Regions from separate parts of the Mus musculus genome. Here all the other regions are linked to region 3. A link is a contact called in public HiChIP or PLAC-seq data. All regions are on one chromosome and are shown on one strand. The core of a region is the stretch at or near the end of the contact, and the rest is flanking DNA. Distances in the headings are between cores, read along the strand shown. Region 1 has its middle 130 kb from the start of Gm25723. Region 2 has its middle 42 kb from the start of Gm25723. Region 3 holds the start of Alcam (activated leukocyte cell adhesion molecule).

Region 1 (3,491 bases), core at 119-2,618, 620 kb after region 3:
ACTTACGTGGGCTTCATTTTTATACATTTCAGTGGGAATCACCTTGGGAAATTACCTGTTTTCCATAAAATAACCATTTCTTTGGCTCAGAGACTTCTTCTGGGACCAGATAAAAGTAACACATGTGGTCTTTGAAGTCAAAGGCTGTAAGCTGGTGAGATGTGAGAGTTTGCTCACTATAATCTTTCCAGTATCTTTTAACAAGGACCCCAGGTTTTTTGGGGGTGGGGATGGTACAATCTTAAATCAGCAGTTACACACTCACACCAACTGCATTTCCCCCTCTTTTTTCCCCTCCTGCTTTTGCTGATGCTTTTCCCATAGAGCTATAATAGCTGAGAGCTGCAGGGCATCAAACGAATTGAAATGTAATTAAAGGCTTTGTCTTCCTCTCTCTTCGGGTTCATTATTAGGGAATTTCCTCAGATAAAATCCCCTGTCAACAAGCCATAGAACATTTCATGCTATGCTAATAAAATGCCTTCTGTTCTTTTTATGAATAATGACAGGTAGGTGGGAAGGTAGATAGATAGATAGATAGATAGATAGATAGATAGATAGATAGATAGATAGGTGAGAGATAAATGGATGGGTGGATAGATAGATAGGTGGATGAGAGATAGATGGATGGGTGGATGGATAGATAGATGAGAGGTAGATGGAAAGATAGATAAATAGGTAGATAGATGGATAAACTGTGTGTGTAATGCTTATGAGTTTGTTAAAGTAGATATGTAATACATAATATATATCAAATAATTATTTCAATGATTTACTTTTAGATTTGTCCAGAAAACTGAAATTTATCCTTGAAAATTAAGTATGACTCTAGGTCCTATCACATAAAAAAAATCATGATAGCATAGTAGAGCACATGATTAATGCAGCAAAATGCAAATAAAAAAATAGAAAAGAAAAAAATGAATCCTTGTTGAGATATGAAAAAGAAAAAGAAAGGTTGAAGACTTCCAGGAAATACCATCGCTAACATAAAAAGAAGATTGTATTTTCTATCTCTTAGAAATTATAATTTTCTAACTATGCCCTTGCCTGTAGCTCGTTACCACACTATTATACAGGGCGGGATTTTTTCATAAATTGTGTCTGAAAAGCTTCTGTCATTCTTTGTATATACACGCTATCTTGTCTTTTCCCCATTTCCTTCCCTCTCTGACAAATTCCTTTCCAGATTTTACACTCCAACCTACATGAGGGAGACATGGCTCTCATTCAATCTTAAGAAGAAATTTCTAGTTCTTTAGCTTTGGCCTGGAGCCTGCAAGGCATATTCCCTCTAGGGTTAATGCTTTGTTTAGTCAGGGGAGAGGAGCAATTCTTCCACAAGCCAACCTTTTCTCTGCATAGCTCTGCAGGGGCAAGTTGCCCACTCCTTTAGTCTACAGTGCAATACCCTTGGGTGCATGCCATTGAGGGTTTCTCCCAAAGTGCCAGTTTCCCAGGGGGAACTGCGCCTGGGAAAGACGCAGAAACAGTGTTCCCTTTAGCTGCAAGTTGTGAGTCTTAATTTGAAAGACAGACTGCCAGCCCACACCTTTACTTCCTTCTATTCTAAGGTTAAAACACGTGAGGATAGCATAAGATCCCATTGTGGGGCAATGAGAAATTTGGGCATCTCCAGTTACACTGGACATGGGGGATCTCCGGGCAATAATCTGCGCTTTCCCTGTCAAACAATGGTTGCCTCTCACACATGCTGCCCGGCATAGGAAACAAGTAGGGATCAGAGGCAGCCAGGTTTGTACAAACCAGAACTTCAGCATGCAGGCTTACTGTTACCTATATCTCCTCATTTCCTCTCTGTGACTCCCTTGAAAGCTCTTCAAAATTTAAACTTTGCATCACACATACATATTTTTTTCTATTTACCTATATTTTTGAACAAATAAGAAACCAAAGAAAACACATATTCAAGATTATGCATTCATATGCCTGCTTCACCCCTCTGATCCCAGCTTTGCTTTGTTACACATTTGTGTACTGTATTTTACCCTAATACTGTACATACACAAGCATACAGAAAAAATTAAATTGCATATATCATATTATAAATATCAAACTATAAAGTTTATTTTATTAACAGATTGTTGTAAATAGTTTTTTAAAAAATACCTATGCTGTTAATCTTGAAATTCGCAGAAGAAGAAAACAATTCCACCATTTTGGGAAAAATTTAAAGCATTATTAAGTATTATATGCTGACCAAGAGAAGACATATGCTGAGAGAGAGAGACAGAGAGAGAGAGAGAGAGAGAGACAGAGAGACAGAGAGACAGAGAGACAGAGAGACAGAGAAACAGAGAAACAGAGACAGAGAAAGACAGAGACAGACACAAAGAGACAGAGACAGAGACAAAGGAGAGAGATAGACACAGAGAGAGATAAAAGAAAAAAGAAAACTACATCTGTGGTCCTTATTTTTTATTCGATGTAAGAAACGAACATACTGAATCTCTCATTCTCTTTGGTTTGTAACTATTTCTCTTTCCTTTCTCTATTATTTATCTTTATTGCTTCATGTAATTCTAAATAACTTGAAAAGTTTTTAATAGTTTGAATTATTTCTATATGCTTCACAAACAGTAGAAAGTCTTGTTGATTGTTTACTGTTAACCCTGATTACAAACCTCTCTACATGATTTCAAAGCTACTTGCTTTGTTCAAAACAGCAGGAAAAAAAACCACATAAATATAATGAAGAAAACACAAAACAAACTACACTACTTCTTCTCTCAGGTGTGTGTTGGGGGGAGGGGTGTATGTGTGTGTGAGAGTGTGTGCACATGTGTGTTAATAAAATGAAAAACCTTTTAGGAATGCTGAATGATTGAAATGGCAATTGATGGACATTTGTAATACAGATATGCTAAGAAATGTCTATCAATAATTGAGAAAATAGAGTTTTTAGATTGAAATTTGTCAGTTATACTAAGATTTTTTCCACATAAACATGGGTAGTTTGCATTTAATAAATATTTATTAATTCCTAAAACCTCTGGCATAGTTCTCTAAGTAGCATATATAAAGCCATTACATTGTACAGTCCATGTTTCACAGTTTAATGGAAAGTAACTATGCTGAAATTAAATTTCATGAATATGAAAATATAAAAATATCAAGATAAATTCTGGGCACAGAGGAAATAGTTTTGAGATGCCAAAACTTTGCAGAGTATTTGGTAACATTTGTAGCTCTGTGCTTTCTAAATAAAGTACAGTACTGAACCCCATATAACCACTTGGGGTGACACAAGATATGAAGATTAAAAAAATGGGGTACAGCGCTAAACAAAGAATCCTCAACTGAGGAATACTGAATGACTGAGAAGCACCAAAAGAAATGTTCAACACCATTAGTCATCAGGGAAATGCAAATCAAAACAACCCTGAGATTCCACCTCACACCAGCCAGAATGGCTGAGATCAAAATCTCAGGTGACAGCAGATGCTGGCTAGGATGTACAGAAAGAGAAA
Region 2 (3,417 bases), core at 719-3,218, 540 kb after region 3:
GAATGTCATGTTAGTATTTGAGGTGGGCGTATGTTTCATCTGGACACAGTATAGTGATATTGTGAGATTACAGAGATTATTGAATATTTCTGTAACATTGTTCTACTGGAAATTGATATTTCTTTGGCTATATGATTCTATTAATATAAGTGTCAGTTCTTACCTTATCTGAAAAAGAGAACACTTTGGACTATATTTGTTCATGAGTATCATTTGATTTTGTTGTATCTGTCTTTTTGCCAAACTCTTATTCTTGGTTTGATAATTTTTGGGGAGATTGTACAATCAGGCTTGGAAAAGGACAATACTCTACTCTGATACCTAATTCAATAGACATCAACATTTTCAACTGGCTTTGATTTCTAAGGAAAGATGAAAAACCTCTAAATAAATAACTATTTTGTACATCCCTTTATCACGATTCTTGTATTTTTAAGTATCACTGTCTAATTGCTTGGTATTTATGCTTAACTGAATAGTTTTGAATAGTTTTTTATCTATAAGGACTTTCATAAATGTACGAAATGAAATATTCAAATCCATAACTTTTTTCACTCCAACTCCTGTATATTTGTTCAGGATGTCTCTCTCCCCATCCCGTGTCTTTTCTTTTTGTGATTTTGATAACCCACTAAGTTAGCTTGGAGACTTGGATTCAGTTTTTAGCTTGTTCCAAAACTCACCATCTGTGACCCACATGAAGTCTATTAACATTTATTACTGAGGATGACCTATATAGGAGGATCCTCAAGAAACTCTCCGTCTTAACTTTCCCAGCTTTGGGGTTAAATTGGTGTGCCACCATGCCTAGATTTTTATGTGGGCATGAAGATCAAACTTACATCTCATGCTTGCACAACTAGTACTTTTTCCACTCTGAATGAACATGAACATACTTTTTTTTTGCTGTCTGTACATTCTTCATTTTTGTTTTGAATATTCTATTAGTAGAAGTGATCTTAATATTGGTAGTATTTCTCTTGTTACTCTGCCTGTTATAACCTGTTTTTTTTCTTTGCATTTTATGAAAGATTAACTAGGCTCTCTCTCTCTCTCTCTTTCTCTCTCTCTCTCTCTCTCCATACATACATACACTATATGTATATAAATACATACACTATACACATAATATATATGTGTGTGTGTGTGTGTATATATATATATATATATATATATATATATATATATATATATATATGTGTGTGTGTGTGTGTGTGTGTGTGTGTGTGTGTGTGTGTGTGTATTTCCCTGGACTCTTGGTTCCACCACAGACTTTTTAAAGAAAAGCTGACTTCTTTTTTTATAATCCAAAGGCAGAAAACTTGTTCAGACATGCCCTTCACATTGGGGCTACACAATAGCATGTTTAATGTTAAGACAAATTCCATCCAAATTCCATCTTATGGTAACATTATTCTTTTTGAAATACAATTAATAAAAAGACATGCTATTCTCACATCTCATATAAATTACTCTCCTCCATTCTTGACATTCCCTTGAAAACACAGACACTCAGAAACATGTAAATTCCTTTTGTTCTGACATCAAAGATAAAACCAGAGGTACATGTGTCATTTGTTGAAAATAAAACATAAAGGTTTTATTCAGTCCTGAGATTACCAATTTAACCTTAAGGGGTTGCCATCAAAATAATCAACACCTTCCAAAAGAGACACTTTCTTGTCATAGAATGATCAGAATATATGTCATCAAGTGACATTGGACACTTGGATCATTATTGGCTGAATAATCTTTAGGGAAGATGCTTGTGACACATTATAATTAAGGAACCATATGTGAGAGGCTATGAATTTAACAGGAGCAGTGTTTCTCCTTCAGCTTTTCAGATGAAGAACACATGTAGTTTTGAAACTTCAGCCTTGCTATTTCAAAAACCCTCTGAGCATCTGTTAAGGATTGTGTGATTTAATCTCTAACACAGCACATGCAGCCAGCCTTTCAGCATGTCACACTATTACTAGGTAAAGAGCCAGAGAATGAGCAGGCAGGTCACTTTTCACCTCATTAGCACTGCAGGAGTGGTTCTGGAAAAAGAGATGCTAGCAGAAGCCATGGGGCTTGCTAGTATCCATTCTACAAAACAGAGGGAGGACCAGCTGTGTACCTCTTCTACCTCCACACTACTGTTCATTCCCACACAACCCCTTCTCTATTTTCTGACCTTTCATCATTTTGACCCCTGTAGTGTTCATAAACCACCACTAAGTCTTAGCTGTGGGACATGTAGTTTATTCTCATTTTCTTTCATGGTAGCTCTTGGCCTTAACCCAATTATATTCAACATGATACGATACTGTCTTTAATGTCTTTGGCAGTGTTTAAACATGATATCCTTGCAAATACTATGTGGGTAGCCTTGATAAAGGAGGGTATGTTCTCTTCTGAGTTACTTCTTGCATAGTTAAAAAATACATTTTGTTTCTGTCCTCTGTCATCTGTTTTCTATTTCCATCACCTCTGCTTTTCTTTCATCACCTTATTACACTGTTGGAACTCCTCCATCAATTCTTACTCCTGAGTGACTCAACTGATAAACATCTTCCTGACAAATCTCAGCTAAAAACAAAACAAAATAAAACAAAACAGAACAACAAACAACCCCAAAAACATAGCTTCCTATTGTAATCAATTTACATCAGACTCATTTTTAATACAGCATAATGGTTCTGAATTATATAAATGCTAAGATAGTTGGGCACAGACACAAGAGTAGACTCTTGTTAAATGTTTTCTCACTGTTAAATTTTATAACCATATTGGTAGAATTCAGTATTCTCATTCCAGTTCTAGCATGATAAAACTGGCTCATGTACATTTTGATGCCATTGGGATGAATTAATTTCAATTTTGTTTTATGTCCCTTTCTAGATGTCCTGCAGAATATAATTAGAGAAGGATATAAATGGATTGGACAAAGAAGTCACACCATGCCTTGTGTGAAACAGAACTCTGTGCTCCTTACTCTTTGGTGTTCATTGTGAGTGCAATTATATATTCCCTGGTGCAAGCACCACTCACAGCCTTTTAGCTAGAATACAGATAGACCAATATCATCTGTTGGTGTCAGATATTGTAATGTAATATAATGTAACATAAAGTAATGCAACAGAATGTATTGTATTCCTAACCCAGAGTCAATGAGACAATGAGAAGTTCGCTTTCTCTTTCTTTTCCTGCACTGTTACAGAAATTTCTGAGATGCATTAATAAGTCCCATAGGTAGAAATCAGCTTGATAAGGACTTTAAGTTAGTATCTCTAACCTTATCTTTACTCAGATCATTCTACCTGCCTCCCTTAGGTCAGATTATAAATCAAGATACTGGCATAAAAGCTTTGTCTCAGACACGGTAGTAGACAGAACCAAGACTAACCCAGAGACCAACTAGTCCAAGGA
Region 3 (3,458 bases), core at 212-2,711:
GCCAGGGATGTCCCCTGGGGGTGAGAAAAGGGGTTCCCCACAAGATATTCTGGTTGGTGGGAATTTTGTCGTTTTTCTTTGAGGACTCTCTGTAGAAGTGAGAACTGAGGCGCTACCACTGGGTGTGGAAACCAAGAAATCCCTCGCTTTAAGGCTCGCAAACCTGACTGCTAACCCAGTCCACGCTGCGTGACTCGGCTGCCATCAACCCTACACTAGCTACCCACTAGACAATGCAGCTTCTATTTCAGTATTATTATTATTAAAAAAAAAAAGATAGTCAAAACCCTCCTTATCCCCTGCCATTCCTCCCAGGTCTTCACATTATGACCAAGAGGAAGTTACTTAGGGGATTTATCGTGACAAAGTGCCAGCAGTTATTTCACCTCAAAGCCCAGCGAAAGGAAACTGCTCTGAGTGCAGTGAATTGTACTTTGATACCAAGAGACTGGAGGGACGGTGCGGGGGAGAGAGTTCAGCAGATCTTGCCGGGGGGGGGGGGGTCCTGCACCCTCAAGCTAAGCCTCACCCAAAGTTCCTGGAGATGTGCTTAGTTTTCAATCTCGCTGCCCAAACCTGAGCAGACCAGTCAAGCCTAAAACGTGTGACACAGGTGACTGTTCCCAGGGACAGATCTGTGTCCCCCGCGCGCCTTTATGGCTCCCATACTTTGCTAAGCACACGCTAGAGCGCACAGCCCCAGGCCTCCCGGGGAACCGCCCCCGGTCCGCAACAACCACTACAGTGGGGCTGTTCAGAGGCCAAAAGCTTACCTGGTCTGAGGACCGCGGCGGAGATCAAGAGGCAGAAAACCAGACGGCAAGAAGGGGACACCTTAGATGCCATATTCCTCCTCCTAGAAGGCCACCGACAAAGTCCACGCCGCAGGAGGGGGCGTCGTCCCCGGGCCCACGGGGCCCGCTCGCTTGTGGGTCTCGCCTTAGGGGGACAGCGACTTTTTTCCAAGACACACGGTCCCCCGGGGACTGTGGCGCTGCGCCGTCGGGTCTGTGCCACACGCAACTTTCCTCCACGCGGAACCCGCAACTCCTCCCTCCCCCCCTCCACACCCTTCCTCAGTGTCTCTGGCAGCTACTCCCAGGACGGGCGACCCTCTTATTCCAGGAGACGCTTCAGTAGTCAGTCAAGGTAGACGCGGTTTCTTTTTGGATGCTGTCTTCTAGTAGTTTCTCTTCTTGCAAAGGAGAGGATAAGAAGAGTGATGAGAGTTGCACCGTGCACGGATCACCGGGAGCAGAGAAGGGTCGGCGGGGCAGCGCCGCGGGGTCCCGACGGTGGGTCTCCTCAGGTGGCAGCCGAGGCAGAGGCTGTAGCGGCGGCAGCTGGAGCAGTGGCGGCGGCCGCGGGCTCCGGCTGCTCTGAGTGGAGGACGGGAAGGCGTGTGTAAGCTGCCTGTCTCCTCCTCCCGCTCCTCCCGCTCCTCCTGCTCCTCCCGCTCCTCTCTCCCGCCCAGCTTCCTCGGCGGCAGCGCGGAGCAGGTGGTTGGAGCGCCGATCCGCAGCCTAGAGGCGCTGCAGGACCAAGTCGGAGACTGAGCAGAGCTGGCGGCCCCTGGTGGGAGAAGAGCCTGATGCCCCAGCCCCCGCGCTCTGGTGGGCGGGGCTGACATCGACTCCGCCTCCCACAGGACACGCTGGCCAATGAAGAGCGGGATCGAGAGTAGGGGGCGTGACGGGCTGGATTCGCCAGTGTCTGGCTCTTACCAGGGGATTCTCAGCGCCCCAAAGACATAGGATCTGAGATCTTTTGCTGTCCTCCCAGCCTGGCCACATAGCTGTCTTCTTGCACTCCGAAGCCCAGTCCACTGGCTCACTCCTTAGGGATTTTTCTTCTCGACGAGGGTACCGCCTTCACCTTCTGTAGAGTTGTTGGGGCGAAGAGCTCACCTTGGGTCCTCTTGGACTAGGACTGAGGAGGTGGAAAAGATGGAGATTCTCCACCCGGAGGCTCACGGAAACAGCTACTGGTGGTTGAGAGTAATTTCCCCCACTTTGAAGAGAAGGTTACTCCTTCTCGAATTCGCCGTTCTTCTGTTCCCCTAGTCCTGGCTGGCGTACACTTTATCAAAGCAAATCATTTAATCAACTATCCAGTACCGAAAAGCAGAAGAGATTTTTGTGCTCCCCCTTCGCCCCCATCTCCTTCCCGGTGAGAATTAGGACTCTAGACCATAACACACGTCGCCACACTGATTTTCAAAACGTTCTTTAAAGAAAAAAAAAGTCACGTTTACTTTTAATTAGGTGACGATTTGAAGTTACAAAACAAAATCCAGAGTTACTCAGATTAAAAACCTACGCCTCCTGGTCCTTTCCAGAAAGCCAGGCATCCAGCAGATGGACGGGGCTTCTCAGGCAATTTCAAAAGCTTGAACCACCTCCTAGGCGTAGCATCGGGAAGCCGTGTCGCTTTCAGTTCATGCAGAAAGCATAAAGGAATATTTTCCTCTAAAACACCAGGGTGGAGCTGTTGGGACCGTAAGTGGCTCTAACTCAAGATTGCAGGATCACAACTCTTAATGCCCTCAGCATAATAAAATCCTGGTCCCTGAACCACCTCGCAAGGGCATGAAATAGTCTTTGGTGCATCACAGGGTCACCCCCTGTGTGAAGCCAGTCTCCAGCAGGGAATGCTAACTAGCCTCACGGGACTTTGTCTTCAAAAGATTGGGAACCACCAGCTACTTGCAAGTGGATATGGGGGGTGTCTAAGTGTGCAGGCAGAAGCTTCGTACAGACACACACACACACACACACACACACACACACACACGAATGCGCAAGCGCACAGACAAACACAGACACGGATCTTTGAATCCCTTTCCTTTCGTGCTTGAAATTATTAAACTCTGTCTTCAGCTGTGATTTTCCCCCCAGCGCCTCCCTGTCTTGTTCTCCTCGCTTTTACAGTATTGTAGGATAGATCTCTTATATTTTTCCTCCGAAAATCCTTTTTCCCACATGGTTTTAACATTTACATTTCATTTGCATCTTATGAATCAACAGGAAGGCTAAATGCTAGGGGCAAATGCCTGTTAACTCTGCATTTGGTGCACAGAGCTAAACTGCTGGCACGCTCATGGGAACCTACAAGATTCCTTTAGGGAATTTTTCTTCAAACTGCAGCCAGCCTAAAATAGAGTGTTTGGGAATAAATCACTCTAATTGTGTTTCTTCTGAATCTTCAGATTATCTGACTATTTTGAGGTGAAACCTAACATAGCATATCGTTGCTAAATAAATAAATAAATAAATGGCAAAGATGGCATGTCAGATCCTGGCTTTTACAGTGTCTGACGAGCATATCTAAGCCTCTCTAAGCCCCACTCACTATCTTCACTTTTGAAAGGGGATATCCGTTGTTGAGGACTCATTGGATTGATTATTCTGAGTAAATGAGATCTCCTAGGTCACTGGCCAGCCACAGCAGCAGGTGCT

What was found. HiChIP or PLAC-seq counts read pairs in DNA pulled down with a chosen protein or histone mark.
Region 1: an H3K4me3 HiChIP or PLAC-seq map of embryonic forebrain shows a contact between it and region 3, with 4 times the contacts expected there. The contact joins the enhancer-like site here to the promoter of Alcam in region 3. A contact is called at or near these places in 12 of 39 promoter capture datasets (the 3T3-L1 cell line, 3T3-L1-derived adipocytes, the C10 cell line and 6 more), 3 of 484 Hi-C or Micro-C datasets (cortical neurons, epidermal suprabasal cells and neural progenitor cells), 4 of 115 datasets of contacts at active chromatin or transcription factors (astrocytes, bone marrow-derived dendritic cells, bone marrow-derived macrophages and 1 more) and 1 of 9 other capture datasets (pancreatic islet).
Region 2: a contact with region 3 is called in an H3K4me3 HiChIP or PLAC-seq map of embryonic limb bud, with 4 times the contacts expected there. The contact joins the enhancer-like site here to the promoter of Alcam in region 3. A contact is called at or near these places in 2 of 39 promoter capture datasets (the 3T3-L1 cell line and maxillary cranial neural crest), 2 of 484 Hi-C or Micro-C datasets (ECoMG-derived neutrophils and myeloid progenitors) and 6 of 115 datasets of contacts at active chromatin or transcription factors (VIP interneurons, astrocytes, bone marrow-derived macrophages and 3 more).

What each region holds. Positions count from the first base shown.
Region 1 is chr16:53,072,668-53,076,158 of GRCm38.p6, forward strand. No RefSeq gene overlaps it. Among named protein-coding and RNA genes, the nearest start is that of Gm25723, 130 kb to the left of the region's middle. Within about 2 kb of position 1,369, at least 17 of the 459 cell types and tissues checked have an H3K27ac peak or open chromatin away from gene starts, as enhancers often do. A contact at or near this core is called in embryonic forebrain and neural progenitor cells, where this site is marked.
Region 2 is chr16:52,987,038-52,990,454 of GRCm38.p6, forward strand. No RefSeq gene overlaps it. Among named protein-coding and RNA genes, the nearest start is that of Gm25723, 42 kb to the left of the region's middle. Within about 2 kb of position 1,969, at least 2 of the 459 cell types and tissues checked have an H3K27ac peak or open chromatin away from gene starts, as enhancers often do. A contact at or near this core is called in embryonic limb bud, where this site is marked.
Region 3 is chr16:52,451,620-52,455,077 of GRCm38.p6, forward strand. It overlaps Alcam (activated leukocyte cell adhesion molecule), which reads right to left and starts at 1,462. Exons shown (of 16, transcript NM_009655.3): 1 at 774-1,462. The coding sequence starts at 846.